Linked DNA regions of Sus scrofa: region 1 is linked to region 2. A link is a contact called in public promoter capture Hi-C data. All regions are on one chromosome and are shown on one strand. The core of a region is the stretch at or near the end of the contact, and the rest is flanking DNA. Distances in the headings are between cores, read along the strand shown. Region 1 holds the start of SMPD4 (sphingomyelin phosphodiesterase 4). Region 2 holds the start of HIC2 (hypermethylated in cancer 2 protein).

Evidence for each region. Promoter capture Hi-C pulls out the DNA fragments that hold promoters and counts their contacts.
Region 1: a contact with region 2 is called in a promoter capture Hi-C map of fetal skeletal muscle, with 2.7 times the contacts expected there. The contact joins the promoter of SMPD4 here to the promoter of HIC2 in region 2. A contact is called at or near these places in 1 of 5 promoter capture datasets (fetal skeletal muscle) and 1 of 2 datasets of contacts at active chromatin or transcription factors (alveolar macrophages).

The regions. Positions count from the first base shown.
Region 1 is chr14:50,661,180-50,666,771 of Sscrofa11.1, reverse strand. SMPD4 (sphingomyelin phosphodiesterase 4) reads right to left here and starts at 3,284. Exons shown (of 19, transcript XM_001929589.6): 1 at 2,009-3,284. The coding sequence starts at 2,083. It overlaps LOC100153925 (mitotic-spindle organizing protein 2B), which reads left to right and starts at 2,223. Exons shown (of 3, transcript XM_001929600.2): 1 at 2,223-2,712; 2 at 2,805-2,953. The coding sequence starts at 2,549.
Region 2 is chr14:50,345,617-50,350,661 of Sscrofa11.1, reverse strand. It overlaps HIC2 (hypermethylated in cancer 2 protein), which reads right to left and starts at 3,087. Exons shown (of 4, transcript XM_021072792.1): 1 at 2,994-3,087.

The DNA of each region.
Region 1 (5,592 bases), core at 2,035-4,534, 320 kb before region 2:
ATATAAGCAGGCAACTAAAACTGTCTGCAAAGAGAGGCTACAGACCCATGCTGACACCCATGGCACCATTCAGAGAGCATGGCACTCTACGTCAGCAGGAAGAAGTTACAGAAGACAGACCTTCACCCCTGATCTCGTAGAAGTGGAATGATGTCTGATGGTGGGGAATTGTAAGCAGCTCCTTTGTCTCTTTCCTGTTTGTCCCTTTCTGTTCCCCTCAAACCATACAGAAATAAAGTCACAAGGCAACATTTAACTTATGCTTTACAGAATGCACACAATGCCTTGCCTAACTGGAGTTTCCCCCAAGACTGAAAGAAGTAGGAATGAAGAAATAGGTAGTTAAAAAATGACTAGCTCTCTACCCCCAGCTTTCCCCTTAACAATTCTGCAGGCACACCACACAGGCAGAATAACATCAGAAGAGAGGTCATGAGAAGTCAGCCAGTCTCAGTCAGTATGCTTGCAATGGAAAATTAGCAGAGCCTAACCACCTCCTGCATCGATAATTCATTGATATGTTTCTCTCCTTTTTTTTCTTCTCTTTTTAAGGCCAGGCTAGGGGCTGAATTGGAGCTGCGGCCGTTGGCCTATACCACACCCACAGCAACAGGGTACCTGAGTTGAACTTGCAACCTACACCGCACCCTGAAGCAATGCTGGATCCTTAACCCACTGAGTGAGGCCGGGAATCAAATTTGCATCGTCACTGACACTACGTTGGGTTCTTAACCCACTAAGCCACAACAGGAACTCCTTTTTTCCTCTTAACAACTGTCAAGAAGCTTTTTTTTTTTTTTTTTTTTTTTTTTTTTGTCTTTTTGCTATTTCTTTGGGCCGCTCCCGTGGCATATGGAGGTTCCCAGGCTAGGGGTCGAATCGGAGCCACAGCCACTGGCCTACGCCAGAGCCACAGCAACGCGGGATCCGAGCCGCGTCTGCAACCTACACCACAGCTCACGGCAACGCCAGATCATTAACCCACTGAGCAAGGGCAGGGACCGAACCTGCAACCTCATGGTTCCTAGTCGGATTCGTTAACCCCTGCGCCACGACGGAACTCCCCCTGTCAAGAATCTTAAAGAATTGGTCCTGGGACACCAGCTGGTCTTCTCCCCGGGTGCCAGCCTTCCTTTCTACCAACACTTTTGGCTTTCCAGCAGTGTGAGCAGCCCAACCTGAGTTCGGTAACACCGAGTCTGTTCAACTCTTAATTAAACTAGCTATCAGTTTCCGTTTCAAGGAAGACAAAATGCTTAAGCCCTGAACCAAGTGGTCAAGAGAACATTGTGCACTATTCCAAAATGACCAAAGCAGAATAAAACCCTGAACTGTTTGCAAAGGGCAGAGGTTTGGAGATGATAAGGTGAAATTAGCTCCTTGCTCACAGTCTGCAGAGGCAGCGGCTGAAGGAATGAGTCCTAGGCGCCCAATCAGGGTGTTTCGGGGAGAGAGGAGCGTCTCTCCGCCCCGGTTCTCGCTGCTGCGTCCCTCTGCGCCGTGCACCAAGCCTGAACTTCGCCCCCGCCACCTCCGCCCTCGCTGCCTTCAAGAGAGGATCCCGACCTGGTTTCAGGGTTCCTCCTGGGACCCGCAGCGCCAGTAGCGCCAGTCTTGCCAGGGCCTCCCTCTGCCCGCGCGCTGGAAGAAAGGCGTGCTCCCATCTGCTGCTCATGACAAGGGAGCATCTGGGCCCTCATGTCACAGACAAGGAACCCAAGTCTCCGCAAAGCCAGTCCACACGGGGAGGAAAGATAGAGCCGGGATCCACCCCTGCTCTCTCCACACCGCTCGCTGAGCCGCAGGCTCTCCCCGCTCCACTTCGTTCAGCGAACGTTAACCGAGCGCCCACAAGGTCGGGGCGCGCGGGAAGGCGCAGCTGGGCCCCGGCTCCCGGCCGGCCCAGCCCGAGGCCCGGGGCTCGCGTAGGAACGGAGACGGCTCGGGCAGAGGGTCTAGGTGGCCGCCAGGTAATTGGGATAGACCACGCGCGACTCCCGCCACTCACCTGAGAGACCCACAGGGTCGCTCGCTTTAGGGATGGAGGCCGCCATTCGGCGAACCGGCGCCGAAATGTCGTCATCAAGCTGCGCGTGGCGTCACCTCCCCTTTACAAACGGGAAAAGCGCCGCTTTCTCTTTGGGCTGCTTCTTTAAAAGGCGCGTGCGCAAAGTGTAGTCCCGTGGGTTTATGGGACCGCAAGGGGGCGCCCACCTAGGAAAAGAGCGCGCGTGCACGTAAGGCCTGTGCGTTACTGCCTAGAGGCGCGCCTCCTACCGGACCCGGCGCGAAACAGTACACTCTGGGTCCAACGGGCATTTATTGATCGCCCACGGTATGCCAGCGTGAGATACTCTGGATGCCGTCACCGCCGTGAGAGCGTAGAGAAGACCAGTCGCCGAAGAGCGGGTCTCCTTCCAACGCCCGGCGCCGCCCGGGCCCGGATCTGAGCGCCGGATGGCAGGGGAGCTGCTGGGAGAGGAGGGCGCGGCGGGCCGGTAGGGGGCGCGGCGGGGCTGTACCGGGTGGGGGACCCAGCCGCAAGCAGATGGCGGCGCCAGGCGCGGGGCCCGGGCCGGGGGCGCCACCAGGGCTGGAAGCGGCCCTACAGAAGCTGGCGCTGCGGCGGAAGAAGGTGCTGAGCGCCGAGGAGACGGAGCTGTTCGAGCTGGCTCAGGCTGCGGGCGGCGCCATGGACCCCGAAGTGTTCAAGTGAGCGCGCGGCGGAGTCGGGTTTCGGGGTTCCGGGGGACTGACGGCCCGGGCGAGGAAGGCTCACCGCGCGCCGGGTCTGTTCTCTCTAGGATCCTGGTGGACCTGCTAAAGCTGAACGTGGCGCCCCTCGCCGTATTCCAGATGCTGAAGTCCATGTGCGCTGGGCAGCGGCTGGCGAGCGAGCCCCAAGACCCCGTGGCCGTGCCCCTGCCCACGACCAGCGTGCCTGAGACCCGAGGTCAGAGCTGGGCCTGGGCGGCGGGTGTAGGGCGGGAGCGGGAGGTGGGCAGTGCCTGGCACATCGGGGCTTGCTTAGCCCTGAGTAGCCAGGCTTTTCTGTTGCTTTTGTCCCGGGACTGCTCCAAGGGCTGGCCCTTTGGGCTCCTGTCCCCAGCTTCAACTTTGCTACCACCTTCGAGGATGCACATCCAGATCAGGTAGATGCAGGATGGGTGGCCAAAGCAGACCAGGCCTCCTCTGGGACTTGTGTACACTGGCGTCTTGCCACCTCTGCATTCCTGTCTTCATCCCATGAACATGGAAACAAAGTGGCTTTGGTTCCTGTTCTCGTGGCACTTGTCGCCTCAACTGAAGAGACCTTCCTGCGCCCCCTTGTCTGCACCCTACCCGGCCCAAGTCCTGCCCAGGAGTCCCAACAGCTAAGCTTCCATCCTTGGGGCTGCAGATGGACCTCAGTCTGGACCGTCATGGCTGAGAAATGAGCAAGTGCTGGTGACCAGGGTGACGTGGTGGAGCTCTTACTCTCCTTGCTTGTCACTTCTGCTCCCAATTTTTAGAAACCCTCTGAAAGGCAGCAGAACCTTGGCCAGAAACACCCTGAGAAGGGGCTGATATTGGGTGGAGGGGCAGTCAGGCCCTGTGGGTGGGAGCGCCAGGGCCCCAGGCACTGTGCCCCCATTCTGAGAGGCCTTGAGTGCTGGAGTGCAGGCCTCCTCACTGATGTACACTGTCTGCTCTCTTTGTGTCTCTCTCCGACCTCCAGAGGCCTCCTTTCTCTCTGCCAAGAACTGTACCCCCCCTGCAAGGCCCTCCTTTTCCTCGGCCCGGCAGACTGCGGCCTCTCCGATTCTGCTCCACGGCCCAGCTGCCTCGCACTCGCCTCTCTCTCCAGGGCCCCCCGGTTCCCTCCGGTTCTCTTGCTGCCTGTTCTCTCCTTTTGAAGGTTGCGTTTATTAGTTTATCTCTGGGGGTTGGTGCTCTCTCCTGTTTCCACGGAAACTACCATGGCCCCCAGAAAGCTAGAGCAGCATTGAGCTGCAAGAGCAGGACCTGGCTGGCCATCCCACCATGCAGCTTAGTGACAGCAGTGATGGGCCCAACCTCCCTCTTCCCAGAGGCTAACTACCGGTATGACTTGTGTGCTCTGCGGAGGTGCCCTGGCCCCAGGGGAGGACACCTGAGGGTCGGGGAAGGGACAGTTCGCGCTGTGGAGAGTAAAGCCTGAGGTGAGAGGGACACCTGCATTCTTAGATACTGTCACCCCCTGGACTTGCTGCCTGGGAGGTCAGACCATGGGTCCCTTCTTCTCCCTGGTTCCTGAGCTGGGGGTGCCCTCCAGGCACGGTGAGGCTGGGGGCCCAGAGCCAGCTGTCTATGAGGGTGTGAGATCCCATGGGTGCCCCTCCCCATATCACCCACCTTGCTGTTCCAGGTATGCTTGGAGCTTGGGCCAGGGGAGCAGAGGAGGAGCCGAGAGGCAGGTGGACTAAAGGCGAGTTTGCAGAGGGAGGGAAAGACCAGGGCAGAGAACTTCTATTGCTGCTCCTTGGCTTAGTGACAGGGTACCAGGCCCACTCAGTGCTGAGGGCATAGTGGGGCTGCAAGGTGGACTGGCTCTTGGTCCAGTGAGGGAGATGGCCAGACAGACAGTGGCAAAGGCAGAGGACAGTGCAGCCCATCCAATTGTGGAGGACAGCACTGGCTTAGCTAGTGCAGCAAGGGCTAAGCAGGGTGGGGGCAGGGCCTGAGCTGGGGCCTGGTGGGAGGGAGAGGGAGGAGGGTTTGGGCAGCAGGTGTGTTGGGTGCAGGGCTGGGAGCACCACAGAGGGCTTGGAGGTGGCAAAGCCCCAGGCCAGGGTCAGGAGAGGCATGGGGCGCTGGGCCCCACAGAGTTGTTTCTACTTGAGGGCTCTGGCTTTGGGTCCTGCTGGTCTGGGCAGCCACCCACCCAAGTATGAGGACACAGAGCCCCTGGGGAGGTGCCCAGTGGGGATAGAGGGCAGGTGAAGGGCTGTGCAGGAAGAGGCAGAGGCCAGCCATGAGCTAGAGCTCTCTGGGGCTGCAGGTCATTGTCCACACAGACCTCTGGTCCCCTGGGTAATGGCAGGATCTGGGGTGGAAAAAGTAAGGAACCTTGTCAGAGTGAGTACTGATTGACTGGGGGGCACCTTGGTGGCCTAGGCTGCTGAGGGGTGGAATGGGAATGTTCAGGCCAGTTGGCCTTGGGCCTCCCACAAAATTAGGGTGAGGTTGCTCCAGATCAAAGGCTGGAACCCACTTAGGGGCCTGGCTGTCCAGCACAGAGAGGTTGTTTCTGCTCCGAGTACAGTGGGGTGATGCTTATCTCAGAGAGGACACAGTCTCTGAGTGAAGTTAGCTTCAGTTATGTGTTTTTTGTTGAAGTTGAGGGAAACCACACATTTTAAAAAGACCTGCAGTTCTCTTGTAGTTTAGTGGGTTACGGATCCAGCGTGGTCACTGCAGCAACCTGGGTTTGGTCCCTGGTTCTCTGGCCCAGGAATTTCCACGTGTTGTGTGTGCAGCTAAAAAAAAAAAAAAAAAAAAAAAAAAAAAAGTGCCCCAGAAAGGGGAAGGTGGAGTATGGTGTGCACACCACATGCCAGCACTGGCAGGCAT
Region 2 (5,045 bases), core at 1,838-4,337:
TGCCTCCCCAGCCATACTCACACTGCCGCTGCTGCCTTTCCAAAACTGAACACACTCCCCACAAACACCCCTGAACACCCCTCCCCCACAGCTGACCCAGACATAGAACGGGCCCCCTCTCTTGGGGCCCCCTGCCCTGCGGTGCCCTCCATGCAGCACAGTGCTAGCCCCCACCACCCCATCCTCTAATCACTTGTTTGCTGTCTGTCTTCCCCAGGCTGAGCTCTGCAGAGCAGCTATACATGAATGTAAACTCTAGTTCTGTTCCCATTTTAGAAATGGGGACACTAAGGCTCAAAGAGTCCATCACTGTCCAAGGTCACAGGGAGAGTAAACAGCATTGAGCCCAGGCCCCCTCTCACTGCCTGCCAGGAGAACCCCCTCACTCAGTCTCAGAGGGCCAGGAGGAACCAGACTTTTGGTTTCTTCTCTGCAGAAGCAGCCAGAACTGAGAGCCCCTGCCCTCCAGTGATTGGGTCCTGGGGGCAGTGGCCCTCAGCCCCCGTGGGCCAGGCAGGCGAGCTGTGGGGTGGGGCTGACTGCAAAAGGGCAGGGCTGCAGGTCCCCTGGGTAAACTGAACTTTATTCCCTCCTCACTCCTGGCTCTGAAGAATTGCCCTGACAGCCCTCTCTGGGGGCGCACTGCCGAAGAAAAGGCACTGCCCCCACCTCACCCCACCCCCCAGGTCCAACCCTGGCAGACAATAAGGACTCTGGGAAGGCAGCAGGCCTGTCAGCTCAATAATGCAAAACCCTGTTGCTGAGTCCACGACAGCTGACTTCAAGTGGGTTGGAGACTGTGCTTATTAACAAAATGAGAAATCTGATCTATGGAAAGAAAACACTACGTGAGGATTAATCCAGGACCGCAGCTTGTGGAGGAGGCTGGGCTGCTGTCCAAGACCAGGCAGAGAGAAGGGGATGTTGCCTACCTGTCCCCGGCAGGTACCTCGCTACAGGACAGGGCACATCGCCTCCACCCCACCTGCATCTCCTCCTCTCCCTCCAGCAACTGCAACAATCATTTCGGTTTTGCTTTAATTAAAGGCCTGGATCCCTCAGGCTGCTGCTTCCTCCACTCAGGGCCTACAACCAGAGGGAGATTTTTCTTTTCAGGAATCGCTTGTAAAAGCTGAGTGACTAATCTACAAGTCCCAACAACTGGCAAGAAAACACTGCAGGAGAAATCCTGGGTACACAACAGCACTCAAGTCAAATGGCCAGGGAAGCTGGGCAATGAGCACTCAGCTACACCCCAAAACTGGCCTGCAGGAAGCCAGGAGCCAAAGGAAAGCAACCTGGGAGTGCAAACCCCAAGGCAGGCGGCCAGGTGGGAAACCCCCTCCCAGGCTTCCTAGGCTCCTCCTTGACCATGGGATCTAGAGGTTTTCATAATAAGCCCAACCACACACACCGGTTCACTCACAGGCAGGGAAGGCAACCCACTCCATGGCCAAAGGACTCGCTTCGGCCCCCAAGTATCCGCCTCCCATCCCCCCAGCCCCCCTTCGGTGCTAAGAGGCCACTAAACCAGCAATCTCACCACACAGCTTTGTCTCTGGAGGCCAGCCTGAGGCCGGCCCATCTGCTATTTTTTTTTTTTTTTTTTTTTTTTCAGACCACTCCAGCGGCCCTGCTCTGCTGAGCTTACGCCAGCTCCTTGAGCCAGGGCTACAGACCGGCCACATGGCCTGTGCTCCTGAAAATGTCTGCTGAAAGGCCCAGGGAGTCCAGACGCTGGCAGATGGGAACAGAGGGGAAGAAGTAAAGCCAGGAGCCAGGAAGCAATAAATGCCAGCTCCAGAAAGGTCCTGGGTTTGGGCGACCCAGCTCCATCCCTTCAGCCAGGGTCCCTGGGGAACAGCCCCAAGTTCAGCCTAGAGCTCTGGAGGCCCCTCCGCTACCTGCCAGCTCTCCCCCTCCCCCAAGCACAAGAGGCACAGCTATCCTCACATCAGTCAACAATCTTACAGCCACAGGATTCCTATGGGCAAGGCTCTGCCCCTCCCCCCCACCACCACATATGTCAGAGGGGTGGCCTCCCTGGGTTACACTCCTCCTGCTGGGAGCGGGGGGGAACCTAGCTTTCCAGATGTGCTTGGCCACTCTTACTAGAAAAGACACTTGAGGTGAACAGGAGAAACACCGATAAATAACTTCAAAACCGTTCCGGCCCATCCGGATCCTCACTGGGCTCCCTTCCCCAGGCAGTACCACGCTGTTCTGGGTGGGGCCGCAGGGAGCATTATCGGACCACGTTCCCTCCTCTTTAAGTCGCCACCCCCCGGGGAGAGGCATCCCCGCCTCCCCCCACCCCAACTAAGCCAGAGTGAATATGAACCAGCTCAGTAGATAAACAGAGAGTGACAAGCTGGGGCCCTTCAGCTCCCTCCCCCTGCCAGAGACCCCCTCCCCCAAGCCCATCTCTCTTCCTGCCAAGCCGCTGCCTACGGGAGAGATCTGGGGGCAGGGCAGCGAGCCCACCAGACGCAGGCCCGGACCTCGGGGAGCGGCCCCTCCAGGCCTGCCCCTGCCCTGCCCGCGCGCAGCCGTCCTCCCGCGGGGAGGGGGCAGGGAAGGGACGCGGACGGAGCGGGGCCACAGTTGTGGAAACCGCGAAACCCCCTGTGAGGGGCGGCGGCAGGCGCACGGCCTCCAGAATAATGGGAGCCCGCCTGTCAGGCAGCGCCGCTCCCGGACACTGCTCGGATTAGACCACTGAAGAAAAGGCACAAAGAGCCGGCGCCCGCCCGCCGTCCCCACGCCGCACACCCGCGCGGCCGGAGGCTTTGTACCCGGACCCCGCTGCCCGCCCAACATGCGGGGACCACAAAGCGCGAAGCGCCACAGGCAGTACAGCCAGCGGCCGGCAGGCCGGGGGTCCCGCCCCCTCCCACGCGCGCAGCCCCACGTCGCCGAGCGCGCGCCCGCCCACGCCCCTCTACCCGGGGGCGCGCCCGCCGCCCACTGCCCGCGCCCCAAGCCCAGCGCACCTCACCTCGTGTGCGTCGGCGGCGGCGCTTGCCCGCCGGCCGGCCAGCCCTCCCGCGGCCTCGTCCTCGGCGCCGCCGCGCCGCCCGCGCCCGCCCCGTCCGCCCGCCGCCGGCCCGGCTCTCCGCCCCGCGCGCCCGAGCGCCGCTCACAGTCGCCCGCCTGGCGCCATCTTGGAAGCTTGTGACGTCGGCGCCGCCCGCTCACCCCTGACCCACATCTGAATGGGCGAGCGGCGGGGCGGGGGCGGGGGCGGGGCCTGAGTGTCGGGGGCGGAACCGGGGCGGGGCTTGTGCCGCACGACGGCGCCGTAGAGGAGGGGCGCGGGAGGAGCAGGACCCAGACCTCCTGCGTTCGACTGCACCTCCTCAGGTGCGGGGTCAGCCGCGACCTCAGTCTCGGAACGTCGGGGCTGCGCTCCCACCGAAGGGGGTCTCGGCACTTACAGGCCCACGGCCAGCCCCCGAACACGGAGCCGACCCCGCCTTGAGCCTGACCCTGACCCCTGGCAGCCCCGCGTTAGTTACTCCTTCTCAGCCCGGCTCCTTGTACACCGCTGGCGGCCAGCGTCACCGCGCAGCTGCGGGCTGCAGACGGCGTGGTCCGGCCCGCTGGCCTGGCCGTCAGCGTCCGGAGAAAAGAAACCCCCTCGCCTATCCCCGGTCCCGGCGGCCCAGCGCAGCAGCGCCGGCCGTACCTGTTCAGAGGGCGCGGAGGTCGCCACTCGCCGTGCTCGGCCAGACTTTTCCGGTGGCCGCAGCCCCTCGCAAGCCCCCAGGGTCAAGCGAAGCACCCAGACCAACCCACCAGACCCAGACTGTTGGCAGGGGATGGGGTGGGCCCGGGGCCGCGGCCCTGTTTTAGGAGTCGCTTGATGGACCTCTCCCCACTTCGGACACCAAACGAAAGGGCTCACCATCTAAAGAGAGGGACCCAGGACTGTGGGGTCTCGGTTCCAGTCGAGAAAGCTGACTATGCCCCGGTTCTAACAAATTAACATATATGTTTACTGCAGTGTTAGCAGGATGGTTCTTGAGATTTTAAAATAATTCTAACTTCACCTGAAAGAATAAATAGCCAAAACCAGTTATCATTTCCCTTCACGACAAATTGTAAAGTTACTGCAGTGACTCAGTGCTAGCCAAGAAACAGACTACAAACAGATTCCAGAAATGGTAAGAGCCTAATGAAAAAGGAAGTATCAAAACATAAGTGAAGGGGAGGAGTTCCCAGTGTGGCGCAGGGGCAACGATTCCAACTAGCAACTATGAGGTTGCTGGTTTGATCCCTGGCCTTGAGCGGCCAGTTAAGGATCTGGTGTTGCCATGAGCTGTGGTGTAGGTTGCAGATGCTGCTCAGATCTGACATTGCTGTGGCTCTGGCGTAGGCTGGTGGCTACAGCTCCAACTGGACTCCTAGCCTGGGAACCTCCATATGCTGCAGGTGTGTCCCTTAAAAAAAAAAAAAAATCAGTAAAGGAGAAAAGAAATAACCCAGGAACAGAGCTCAGTGGAGAACTACTATTTGAAGAAACCGCTGAGAAACTGTCAAGGTCCTACTCACCAAAGATATTCAAATTAAAAGAAGTTACTTTTTTAGTTTGTTTTAACAGATTAGAAATCAGTTTCAGATGATAACGTTCAGGAGTTCCCATCATGGCTCAGTGGTTAACGAATCCAACTAGGAACCATGAGGTTTCTGGTTTGATCCCTGGCCTTGCTCAGTGGGTTAAGGATCTGGTGTTGCCTTGAGCTGTGGTGTAGGTTGCAGACTCGGCTCGGATCCCAAGTTCCTGTGGCTCTGGTGTAGGCCGGTGGCTAAGCTCTGATTCAACCCCTAGCCTGGGAACCTCCATATGCCGCAGGAGCAGCCCCAGAAATAGCAAAAAGACAAAAAAAAAAAAAAAAAGATAATGTTCAAATACAGACAGAAATCTGGCTGGTAATGACTCTGTTCAAAGCACATAAATTATCTGAAAATTCCTGAACATGAATTTGGCAGGATGAGCCAACAATAAAAATCCCTTAAAATGATCACAACACTTGGATCAGTAA